2 separate regions of the Danio rerio genome follow, and region 2 is linked to region 1. Evidence: chromatin contacts called from public HiChIP or PLAC-seq data. All regions are on one chromosome and are shown on one strand. The core of a region is the stretch at or near the end of the contact, and the rest is flanking DNA. Distances in the headings are between cores, read along the strand shown. Region 1 overlaps rarab (retinoic acid receptor, alpha b). Region 2 has its middle 46 kb from the start of hspb9.

Evidence for each region. HiChIP or PLAC-seq counts read pairs in DNA pulled down with a chosen protein or histone mark.
Region 2: an H3K4me3 HiChIP or PLAC-seq map of embryo shows a contact between it and region 1, with 5 times the contacts expected there. The contact joins two enhancer-like sites. A contact is called at or near these places in 1 of 18 Hi-C or Micro-C datasets (caudal fin) and 2 of 4 datasets of contacts at active chromatin or transcription factors (caudal fin and embryo).

The regions. Positions count from the first base shown.
Region 1 is chr3:31,881,965-31,888,917 of GRCz12tu, forward strand. It overlaps rarab (retinoic acid receptor, alpha b), which reads right to left. Exons shown (of 8, transcript NM_131399.1): 3 at 1,341-1,482. Among named protein-coding and RNA genes, the nearest start is that of rarab, 37 kb to the right of the region's middle. Within about 2 kb of position 5,072, at least 10 of the 62 cell types and tissues checked have an H3K27ac peak or open chromatin away from gene starts, as enhancers often do.
Region 2 is chr3:32,060,629-32,066,761 of GRCz12tu, forward strand. It overlaps a transcript of rarab not described here. Among named protein-coding and RNA genes, the nearest start is that of hspb9, 46 kb to the right of the region's middle. Within about 2 kb of position 4,608, at least 4 of the 62 cell types and tissues checked have an H3K27ac peak or open chromatin away from gene starts, as enhancers often do.

The sequences.
Region 1 (6,953 bases), core at 3,822-6,321:
GATTCCCAGTCACTAGACTTTTCTGATAGGGGATTCCAGTGTCATTAAGTGTCAGAATGGTGTGGGACTGATATACAAGAGTTATTATTATGGATTAAAGATATCAAAACTTAGCAGTTTTTATTTTAGCGTTTTTTAAACGCATGACAGTAAAACACAAACACAGTTATGAATGTATTAAAACATGTGCTTGTTTTGTTGTAAAAATTTGTAATACTAACAAAAAATGTTTGTTTGATCTCCTACTAATTTAACTTGATCTCCTTCCAGGTCAAGCTATGCTGTTGTTGTGGCTGGTGTATTCTGGGTAATTTTCTACCCCTTTGTTTTCAGTGTGGTCCTGAAAAATCTCAGTTCGAAAGGGTATCCACCCATTACACTTAGCCCTACACCTCCAAGCTTAAGAGAATTGGAACACCCCAACCCCTTCACACGAACGAGGGTTAGGGGGAAGGCTAAGGGGTAGAATTGGGATTGGGCTATAGTATAAAGCAGTAAAACTGTACTATTTGGCTCAACGGGAATGAATTTATTTCATCAATAACAGTAAAAAAAAATAAAAAATTGCTATGTTATAGCAACATATTGCTAAGATATGCTGAAATTTTGTACACTTATAATTTTATGTAATTGGTGCATGTTAGGATGGGACAATATTTAGTTGGGATACTGTACGTCCACCTGAAAATCTGGAATTGAAAAAACAAAACATCACCTTATACATTTCTAACAAGAAACTTACAAAATATCTGCATGGGGCATAATATTTACATAATATTTTAATTATTTAAAAAAAAAAATAATATATATATTATTTTTATATATATATATAATAAAATTATATATATATATATATATATATATATATATATATATATATATATATATATATATATATATATATATATATTATTATAATAAAATTATATTATTATATAATATATATTATATAATAATATATATATTATTTTTATATATATATATATATATATATATATATATATATATATATATATATATAATAAAATTATTATATATATATATATATATATATATATATATATATATATATATATATATATATATATATATATATATTTATATATAATAATTTTGACTCATGCAATGTATTTTGGCCAACTGCCAAACATGTACCAGACTTCCAGCTGGCGTTTCTGTGTGGAGTTTGCATGTTCTCCCAACGTTCGCATGGGTTTCCTCTGGGTATGGTACTATAGCAAGATAATAGTCTCCCAAAACCTTACTATGACTTCAAGTCATTTCATGAACATATTTTTGGTCATGTAGCACGCATGCAGTGTAGTACCCAAGACACTTACATTCTTTAGACATGCCCACTTCCAGGCACTTCTGCAGTCGGCAGTACTGGCAGCGGTTTCGGGTGACCTTGTTGATGATACAGCTCTTCTCTCTGTGGCAGGTGTACACCATGTTCTTCTGAATGCTTCTCCGGAAAAAACCCTGAGGAGAAATGCAAACATGAAGGTTTACTATAGCTGGAAGATGCACAAATGACACACACTCATGCGAATTAACACCAACCCCCAAAAGTCATCACGACTGCGAAGGAACGGTTACATAAACCCACTTATGATTCACCAGATATTCATGTATGCGCATCTTTGCTATACACAAACACACAAAAACACAAATAAACAACCGTGGCATAAACACGACTCTCTCAGGCACCCAAACACTTCATTTCTTGGCATAATGGCCAGCTGAGCTCAGCTTGGATTGAGCAGTGTTATGGCTGCTGGGTATTATCTCCCAGTTCAAGTGCCCAGAGGTTCCCATTGGCTAATACCCAGCAGAGCTTAACCCTCATAGACTCAAGCGGAGGGATGCAAATGAGAGATTCACATTATTCTGCTGATCTTAATTACTGCTTGGTCAGACTCTCGAGGGCAGAGAGTCAGTCAGAGGTCATGAACGGCTAAAAAGATGCAGCTGAAGCCACATACAATCAAAGAGCAGACGTCAAACACTGCGTGCGTAGGCTTGTGGAAGAGATTTCAGCTGCTGTGCTGCAACCACGGCGCTCTGGCAGAGGATTAGACAGTGAAAGCTTCACTCGTGACTGCCGCTGGGCACATGGGTATCAGCATCTCTCTCTCTCTCTCTCTCTCTCTCTCTCTCTGTGTGTGTGTGTGCAGGAGTCGCTGACTGGGAAACACAGTATGTGGGTTCAAAGCATCCATAAGAAAAACAAGATCCAGAGGAATCCCTGCATTCTACAGATTTGTGGCGGAAATATTTTATAAAACAGATGGTTTCGCATCTGAAATGGATTCTAGAAGCTACACTGCTACAGATGTTATTAGAAGAGATGGATGATTCCAAAATACTAACTGACACAAATACAACAATCTGGTAATCTCAAAATTAATGCCTCGGCTGATAGTTGAAAAACAGCCAATATAAAAACGCAATACCATAGTAAGAATAATAATAAATACAGTCAGAAATATATAGAATTTTCATTAATTTCATACATAATAACAATTTCTGCATTTGCCATGTGAACACACAAAAGAGATGATACAAAATACTCATTCAGTAAGGTTAACTGATCCTGCAATTGTAAAAATACTTGTTGCTTTTCTAAAATAACTGCATTGAAAACTAATATGAAACTAATATCAAGCTAAAACATTTGAACTGCATTAAAAAAAAAAGTCTTACTGAAACTTCTATCAATCTCAAACTTAGCTATAGAGAGTACTGCATTTCTCTGAATTTGCATTCTAGTCATGGTACAGTTTTCAATGCAAGCCTACAGTAAAAACAACATCCAGCCTTTGTGCTCTAGAAACAATAATCCCAAAGGCTTTTAGCGGAAAAGCCTTCAACATATCAGTCAGGGCACCCAGTGAAGCTTTTAGTGTACGTGTGCTTTTGACAGGTCTGTCCAGCAGCTGCCATATAAAAACACTCATGTCATTTCACCAAAAGCTGTCCAAGGACATGTCCTGCATGCTGAAAGGACGCGTCCCTCTCACACTCGGTCTCAGCTATGAAAAAGTAATAAAGGAAAAGGTGAGCATGGCAGATGTGTGACAGAACGTGTGCTCGCCTCGCAGAGCTGAAATGGCTTTCTAATGCGCTGCCCAGAGGCCTGATCTCCCTACAGAGGAGCTCTCATTCATCGGCCATGTTTAATTCATGCCAGCTCTGATCTTCTGGAGGTCATTGTTGGAGGTCATTGTGGTAGATTCAGATGAAAAAGCTTCCACCGAATACAGCATCTGCAGGTTAGTCGCTAAGGTACATGCACATTGTATGAAGTTCAATGCTGCACATTTTCTTTTAATTCCACTTTGAACTAAAATAATTTCACACATTTTGAAAACTAGTGCTCTTACAGAAAATTCTTCTTGCAGTTGTTACATACTTTGTATGTGCTGTACTGAAATATGGCCACACATTTTTTTTACACAGTTTACAAGAAATATGAAGCATTCGCTTCATCCTGTCCCAAAAAAAAAAGGAATGCGTGAAATCTGGCCAACGGTACCCTTTGTACAGCCGACTGCCGTCTCACCTGAAGAGCTGATTCACTGATAACAAACCCATGACAAATGTCACACCAATCCACAATCAAAAGGCCTCTTTTTCTCAACCTGCTTCACTCTCTGCTCTGTGCCGCCACTGCTCAGGTCTGAAAGCCACAGGAATGAGGCTCAATATCATCACAAGGTGTGAAGAATGCTCTGGCAACAAAGGGGCATCTGGGTAATTCCACTGGATTACGGGCCGCAGCGGTGGGCCATTAAAAGAAAAGGGAACAGATACTCTGAGCAATGGCTGCTGAAAATGCTAGTGTTCATTTAATTTCAAAATATTGTTGTTTCATTACCATGAGACATTTTTTTCCAGCAGCCTATTTTACACGGTTTCTGAAAGAATCTACAAAACACCCATGTGACGACTCTTTGATCTGGTGCATCTTCTAATCAAGATGTGGCTTAATTCTGAAAAACATGTCATGGTACCAAAAACGTTTCACACTATTTTGTCACAGTATTATTGCTTAAAAAATGCACCCAGGGGCAGCACTGTGGCTCAGTGGTTAGCACTGTGGCCTCACAGCAAGAAGGTTGCTTGTTCGAGCCCTGACTTTTCTGTGTGGGGTTTGCATGTTCTCCCCATGTTTGCATGGGTTTCCACCACAGTCCAAAGACATGCAGTAAATTGGATAAACTAAATTGGCCCGTGTATGTGTGTGAATGCTAGTGAATAGCTGTTTCCCACTGCAGTGTTGCAGCTGGAAGGGCATTCACTGCATAAAAACATGCTGGATAAGTTTGTGGTTCATTCCACTGTGGTGACCACTGATAAATAAAGAGACTAATCCGAAGGGAAATGAATGAATGATTAAATGCAGCCTTGGTAAAGAAAGGGACAAAAAAATAAAAAGTTGATCCCCAAAATTGTAAGGGTAGCAAAATCGCTATGTAAAAATGATGTTGTTATTGTAAAAATGTAAGCATTGCTGGTTTTACTTCCTTTCCAACATTGTTGATATTATTGACAGTGGCAGATGTAGCTTGCATTAACACTGCACCGACCCCATTATTTAACAAAGCAATTTCATCTCATCTGTTTACCTTTCTCAACATGTAACTGTTACTACATTACTACATACTACAGCAGAGAGACTATTTAGGAATTGGTGGATGCTCTACACATGATCGACACTGAAAAAAAATCTATGAGTGCACAAAAGCAAATCACCCATCGATCAGATGTCATTTGGGAAGCAAAATCAATTGCTATTTGGTATAAGAAAGTGTTGTTGCTTCTATCAGCCTTTATTAACAGCAAGAACAAAAAAGACTTATCCAGATTCAAACTTGGAAGAAAATTCTTGTCCGAGATGCAGGAATAGGATTAAAAAAAATGCATATGTGAAAGAGCTAGAGGACATTATGGACACAGGGCTGATCTGTGATCCTAATCTCTCACTGGGCATCATCTGACCTCTGTGTACCACAATATGACCCAGCCCTGACCTGCTGGGGAGATCCTGTGAACCGAATGTAGCAGGAAGGAAATGGTTTGATGTCTGCTGTGGCTCCCATTGGCAGAGCACTAAGCCTCTTTAGTGTCTCCACTAATCCTGGACATGAGCACAAACCCCCAGGCGCACTGAGACAACGGAGGAGCCTGTGTGTGTTGGTGTTTGTGTGAAGTGTGCACTCCATTTCCACTGGATTTGGAGAAAAGAGAGCATTAGATCAAAATAGGGCCGCCTGTCTGTTTGGTGTGACTAAAAGCGGCTGTGCGTAAGATTAAAGTTATTGTACTCTGTTAGGTGTGAAGATTTAGTGAGCTGCCTTCCTAAGGAATAAAATAGTCTCATGTATACTGCAGGTCTTGATGAACAATATATTACTCTTTTTTTTTTATTTTTAAATAAAGTAATTATTCAGTTTCCTATTAAAAGCAATCCCTATTCATTATACACTAGCAAACCAGCATAACATATTGACCCATAAAATCTTAGGCTGAAAAATAGGTTAAAAATGGTATGATTTGCAATTGGTGCAGACAAAATGAGAATACAAGCCACAACTTGATCTTTAAAGGTCAGAAAAAACAATGCTTCAACATGACTCTGGTGGCTTTAACCTTCGTCCTCCACTGTGCCTTTGAAAAGCATCATATGAACATGGCTGGCATCCAGCCGAGTTGACATCATTCACCACCAATGACAGAGGACGTCATTCACCGTACCCACTCACATGCATGGCAGACACAAATAAAAGTATACGATTCATATCGAATTAATTTCCACAGTAAAAATTAGGCCTGAAACCAACTGAGAATAACTAAATCTGTGTGCCTTTGTTCTTGATTACACATTAGTGGGTCATATCTGATCTGTGCCACATGGGAGGGGAGGAAAAGAGAAAAAAAAAACTGAAGTGAGATACTAAAATTGGACCACTTGAACCATGTAAATGTAGCATTTACAATGTTTCCCCATTGTGAAGCTTGTCCTATATTGCATTGCAACAAGCTCAGTGGAGAAAATCTGGGAACAACAGTAGCGGCATATAAAAAGTCAAATCTACAACTTTGATGAATGCTATACATGCAAAAAATCGATTCGACTCTACACACAATCTTAATTCTGCTTTTCTACGATTCTGCCAATTATATTATCAAGGTTTTGAAAGAAGTGTAACAGCATATATACAATAATGAATACAATAAATAGAGTGAAAATAAATACCTTTTAGGACCTTTACCTATATTTTAGTACTTTATAACCGCTTTAGGTTTCAACCGGAAACACTGGCAAGATTTTAACTAACAGTTTATTTACTAAATATTAATTTAAGGCACTAATCCAAAACTAAAACGTTATACTGAAAAAAGTCTATTAAATCTAGCTGATTCAGCAGGTGGTGGCTATAGAAATACAGAAATAATGGAGTTGCCTTGGTTACTGCAATAAACAAAGCAAAGCAAGCAAATCTAGCAAGATTTTATTTATTTTATAAACTAAACATCATCCTGATATTAACAGAATTCAGGTTAACTTTAACATTCAACCATACATTGCATAATCAAAAATGATATCGAATTAAATATCTTGCAAAATGGCATTTAAGACTTTAAGGGCCTTAACAATCTCTACATTGATTTATCAACTTTTAAAACTTTAAGACCCTGTGTACACCGTGTTAAAGCGGTTGCACAAGTCTTCATGTTTCATAATCGTTGCTCAGAAACATGGATACCTCCAAATGGTGTAGAAAGTGTCACATGCTGTTTAATAAGGCATAATTCACCCCAAAATGTAATTTCTATCTTAATGTAAAAAGATATTTGTGGCCACAAAATCACACATGAGCTGACGCATTGTTTGTTTACTACCAAGACAACGCGTGTGTGTTCGACAGGGATGTCTAATTTAGTGA
Region 2 (6,133 bases), core at 3,358-5,857, 180 kb after region 1:
TGACCCAGCTGGGACTTGAACCAGCGATCTTCTTGCTATGAGGCAACAGTGCTAACCGCTGAGCCACCCCTACTAAAAGTTGTCAACACTAAATTTTTCTCAAAATGTGCGCTACCTCCTAATAAAACAGCAGCTAGCACATTCAAGTAATGTTTATAAGTGTAAGTGTGAAGGAATTTAAAGATAACCACAGAGAAAACATGCAGAAACTTTGCATGTGCCAAGTTTTTGTGTTTACACATGCTACACTGCAAAAAAAATGTGTTTCTTACTTTAAGTCTGGTCTTGTTTCTAGTTCAAATATCTAAAAATTCTTAAATTAAAAAAGCATTTTCTAGACGAGTAAGAAATATTGATTGTTTTTCCCTACAACAAGCAAAATAATCTGCCAATGAGGTAAGCAAAATAATCTAAAGTTCGCTTTAAAAAAATTTTTACGGTTTATTCCCGGCAGCTGGGGTGCCAGAAAAAAATATAAAATAGCAGTCGTTAAATTACAGAATTTTCCCATAAAATATCAGATATTAAATTAAAGAAATTTACCAGAAATTTAGATTTAGGGAAATTTCTGTAATTGAATATTCGTTATTTTACTGTAAATTTCTGTAATTTAATGGCTGTAATTTTACTTTTTTTCCAGCACCCCAGCTGCCAGAAAAAAAACCTTAAAATTACAGATTTTTTTTACAGTGCACTGCAAAAAAAAAAAAAAAAAAGTTTTTTTTATTGTATTAAAGTTTTGTCTTGTTTCTAGTCCAAATATTTTAAAATTCTTAATATTAAAAGCATTTTCTAGACAAGCCAAAAATAGTCTCTTGTTTTCAGAAACAATAAGTCATAATTAAGTGAGATTTTCCTTAAAACAAGCAAAGCGATCTGCCAGTGGTATCAAATGTGTACTTTGAAAGGCTCTGTATTTGACTCTGTATATACATCAAACAGGCATATGGGCTTTAAGAGGTTTATTGTGTAACCTGTGAAACCACTAAAGCTAAATTGCTAATTGAAGCACTGAACTAAAGATTAAAATATTCAATATTCAAAAATATTTAAACAAACAAACGTTTTAAATAAAAATGCTGACTATTGTAATTCACGCCCTCAAACATTATTTAGCTGAAGACTTTTACCACAACATTGAGAAAAGTAAACTTGCAACATACAGTCTTTACTTTACGTAATCTATCATACCAGTAATACACTGTAAAAGTTCAACAGTCAACTTTCTCAAATAAAATGAGTGTAGTCAACTCAAAATTTACTGAAGGTTAAGTTCTACTGATTTGAAAAGAGTTCTGAACTCAGTGTTGAAGGTAATGAGTTAAATACCTCATCACTTCAACTTAAATGGAGTAAGTTCACAGTACTCATAGTTTAGTTTTTAACTCAAATGGTTTGTAGCAATCGGTTTCCTCAAATGGTTTAAGTTGCGTTAACTTTGTGTTTTACAGTACTCAGTTGGTTTGGGTTCTCTTCTATTCTTGTATTTTTTTCTTAATTGCAATTCCCTCTGAAATGACTTTATATAAAAAGTACATGATGTGGGGACAAGAGGAAATGATTTGAGGGGAAGTGGATAAAAAAAGGGCTTATAGATCAAGAAATTGGGTAGTTTTAGAAATGCTGTATCCAGTCAGTAAAGGATGAACAAGTAAAGAATCTACATGAACGCATAAAGACACAGCGATGGTGGAGGGGTGCTGGTGTACAGGTGGCCTATTTATCAAACACAGTGAAAGTCACATCGCCTTTGAAAAAAAGAGTGGTGAAAACATCCCATTTCAAGAAAGGTCAGCATTTTCATCGTCCTTACATGACACAAATTATCTGCTAGCCAAGTAAAAAAAAAAATCCACTTTTCTCGCCAATCCCATTCTCATTTTCTCTACCACAGCGCAACGAATTGGAGGCAGGTCTTAAGGGGCGCCAGTGCAGCTACCTGAATGAGACCAAAAAAGGATGAAAAATTGTGACCATATGGAAGACTAAATGACACTGTTGACAAAATCACTGCAGAGCATGGTGTTCAGGACGGAGAAATTGACAGAGCCAAAAATCTCAACTACTTCTAGGAATTATGCCTGGAATAACTACAGGGGGAAAAAAATGAATACAAAAATAAAAAACAACTATAAAAAAGACTGAAGTAAACAACTGTCAGCTTTTACATGTCACATCAGTTTTAAACCATCTCAATCTTTGCTGTTCATGTCATGACGCTCGCGGCAAACTTTTGTCATATGACCTCTTTATTTTCTTTACGATTACGGAGAGCAGAGCCATTTATTTCCTGCAGCACTTTTCTGACTGAAAAAAAATGTCAATAGATCAATATAGTATTTGAGTGACATCATGTGTTAGTAAGGGGGAGAGAGCATGGTAATATGCCAACGTGTTTAAAAAAGAAACCTCACATTTCACAGACAAAATAGTTTGAGCAATAGTTTAAATAGTTTGCATATGAGTGCATTTCATTTTATGTGCTTGAATGTATTCAGTATGTCACCATATCAACACTTAATATCTCTTATTAATTTTCAATAACGGTGTTCAACGCCAAGGATTTCTTCGACTGGCTAATGGTTCAGATTTTTACGTGCCCCACATTTTTTATTTAATTAATAGCTTTTTCTTAGCCACATATTTTAAATAATGTGTCAAAATAAGGTATTTGAATCGAGAATTTAAATGTTAAATGTAAAAAAATGCTATTTAACGTATAATGAGCAAAATTCAAAGTGTTATGCAAATAAAAAGAGCAGTATGGAAAATGTGCAGGTATTTTATTGCAGTTATAAATTATTTAATAAAAGTGGCTAACTTGCCAAACTGACAGCACAAACTGCGTCAAGTGACCGGCGTAACCCATGGCGAATGCAATGCGTGTAGCTGTGCATTTATACTTCTGCGCGCTGTCTCAGTTGGTCTGCATTAACACTTCCGAAACGCTAGTTGGCAGTGAGGTGTAAATGTTCCTCTGTGTCGAGTTTCTTCGCTGGTGTTTTGCTTTTCCTGAACACTTCCTGGATGTACAAGTGGCTCAAACTTGCTCATTTTGAGGCAGGAACCAGCGGATGTGCAACAACTTTAACTATGAGGTAAACACAAAACAAAACTTTCCATCTGGAGCTACTTCACAGGACTCCACACTTGTAAACAATCGCACCATCGGGGTCGCGCTATTCGCGCTGCTCTTGGTCCCGCCCAGACTCGTCAGCGCTTCCAAGCCGACCAATCACAGAGCTTGCGCTACGCGTCGTTGCGACGTGTAGTTACATTTTTTGAGAGGTGAACGTCAGCGACGCCGATGGCCAAGGCGTAGGGCTATGCGTCCACACTGTTGCATACGCGTGCGTTTGACACAGAAGTATAAATCAGCCTTAAGGAATAACTGGCTATTTAAAATAATTTTGCATTAAAAATGCTTAGATATCAGTAAAGGTGTCTGCAAATGCTTTTGCAAAGCATCAAATCACCATCATATTAACTGTCACAACATGTGCATGACTGCATAAATTATCATTTCTCAAAAAACAGTCGAATAGTGTGCATGTCTATTATCATACACAAATTGTACTAAAGTTGGTACCTTAAAATACTACAAGTTTTGTATCCATATTAATGTTTTCTTCCAACACCTTGGGGAGAACAACCCTGTGATAGTCTTTGTACTTTTATCTCGGAGTGCAGATGGCACAAGTTTTATTTATAAATCTTTTAAAAACTATTTTACTATATTTTATAAGTATATATAACTAATATTTCAAGTAAATATCAGAATTCGGTACATACTTTCAGTATTACCTTTCCTTGAATGACACAATATAACACTGTTTATATGAAATTTGGCTGCTCCCGAGCAGGTTTGAGCCACCAGACCTGTTGCTTTGACAACAACTCAGATCAGTTTTAAAAGATGAAACGATCCTGGATCGTGTCAAATCGTTAATAACCCAATCCAGCTATTTGAGTAATCCATATACGAAGAACAGACCCCTGGTTACGGAACAAAATAACGTGCTCACAACATCCAATCACATAAGAAAAACAAATAGCAATATGGTGTTTACGACATCACAGAGAACACAGCACTTAAAGGCTTAAAAGCACAAGCTGTTTCTTGACTTGAGGAAGTAACCAACTGGGCCAGTAACGATCCTGTTTACTGTCCCGAGCGTCTTTCACGCTTAGGCAATCCTTATTGTTGAGCTCTGAATACTGATCATAATTTAATTTAAAAAAAACTTTTGGAAGAGAAAAACTCTTCTTTTTCCATTAAATGTCATCTCTATTTGCATAATGACGAAAGCCCTTACACAGACATCATCAAAAATAGGAAAAGTCATTTGCCATATTAGATGTGCTCTATGTTTGTGTGTTCATTAGGGTTTTCAAGAGAAAACAAGACAGAAAATGAAAAAGTCAAACAAAACTGGAAAGCTACAAGTACATCAAGACATCATCATCCTAGGTATATAGTCATATATACTGTATATATATTGTTCAAGAAGCAATCAACTCTCTCCGGATTACTTTGATTTATACGACTAACTTTTAACAACTACCCTGTATATAGTATAAAAATGCAGATTCCTTAGACCATAAATGAATGGACAATCTTCAATTGTGCTTCAAATATGAGTACAAGTTTAATAGGTTTGGAATGATATGAGAGTGAGTAACTGATGACAGAATGTTCATTTCTGAGTGAGAGATCCCTTTAAAGACAGGGATCCAAAATGAATAATCATCTGTTCCATCAATTTACAATATTGCGGGCAATTTGAAATGACTAATGAGAAAGTATGCTAAAATCCATCCAGTGGAGAAAGATAGAGGGAGGGAGATAAAAAAACAGAGCACTACAGAGGGGCGTGACAACTTCCAGCAGTGCAAAAAAAAGCAGATTTCTGAAAAAGAAAAAGAAAAAAAACAGCAAAGATGGCTTTATTGGATAGCACCGATTCTGTCAGCTTTGTGTTCCTTCCCTGCTATTTTGGTACGACAGAGAACATTACAGAGCCTGACGGAAGATTTGAAGCACGCACAGCAGGAGGTGATACGGTGAGCATGCACATGCTTTCATAAGCAGAAAAATCTAAATGTCAAGCTTTGTGGCATACGTCTCTGCAGACAACGGGCATGAAAGTGGCAGCGCTATGAGGAAGCAAATATCGTACCCATTCCTCTTTCTATTGCAGACAGATGGTCGAAGAACTTCCCATTTAGCAGCGAAAACAGAACTAACCCAAAACATCTAGCTTCTTTCACCATATTCTGTATAGTTTCAATGTATCACAAATGTGACTCATTTTATCCTCACTGCTGCATTTTATAGTGCGCTATAAAACTATTATTCGGTCATCATTAACATCTCCCCCTCATAATGCTCTAAAGAACCTTTTTACTTCCAGATAACACAAAACCAGATATTGACATCATAACAGGCTCAGTCTCATAACGGCATATACTTTGTAATGGACTGAAAGTTTATTACAAAGGGAACTGATTCAGAGGCATTGAGAATCGAGAGTGAAAAAATTGGGAATCAACTCCTCTTTAAAAGTCTTTTAAAAATAGTTAATTTGACAATATAATCAAAAGTCAAATATCTCACTGCAACTGCAAATATTCGCTCTAGAACAGTTTGCATGAACTGGTTTAAATAACAATTTCAGCAGTTCTTTTATATCAAGGTGGTCTTAACTCTGTCTTGGAGGGCCACTGTCCTGAAGAGTTTAGCTCCATTTCCTGGCAAGCCAATGAAGGTCTTACTAGAAGCTTCCAAGTAGGTTTGTTTACACAAGTTGAAGCTAATCTCTGCAGGACAAGAGCTTTCCAGGAGGACTGAGTTTAAACTCCCGTTTTACATCGTTGCATAATTTAGGCATAAGGTTAATATTCTACTTAACATTTGTGCACATGCCTCTTACACACAACTTGTTTGCATTCAATGAATCCCAGCAGGCACAAGACGTCAACATGACATCAGACTGGTGTTGAATGCTAGGGTCGCGGGATGTTGCATTTTGTTTGGAAATGAAAATCAAGTTGACATTAGAACCCGTCGTCAGGCCACTGTCAATGTCCAACGTCGGACAGGTGTTGCATTTTAGTTACTTTTCAATGAAAC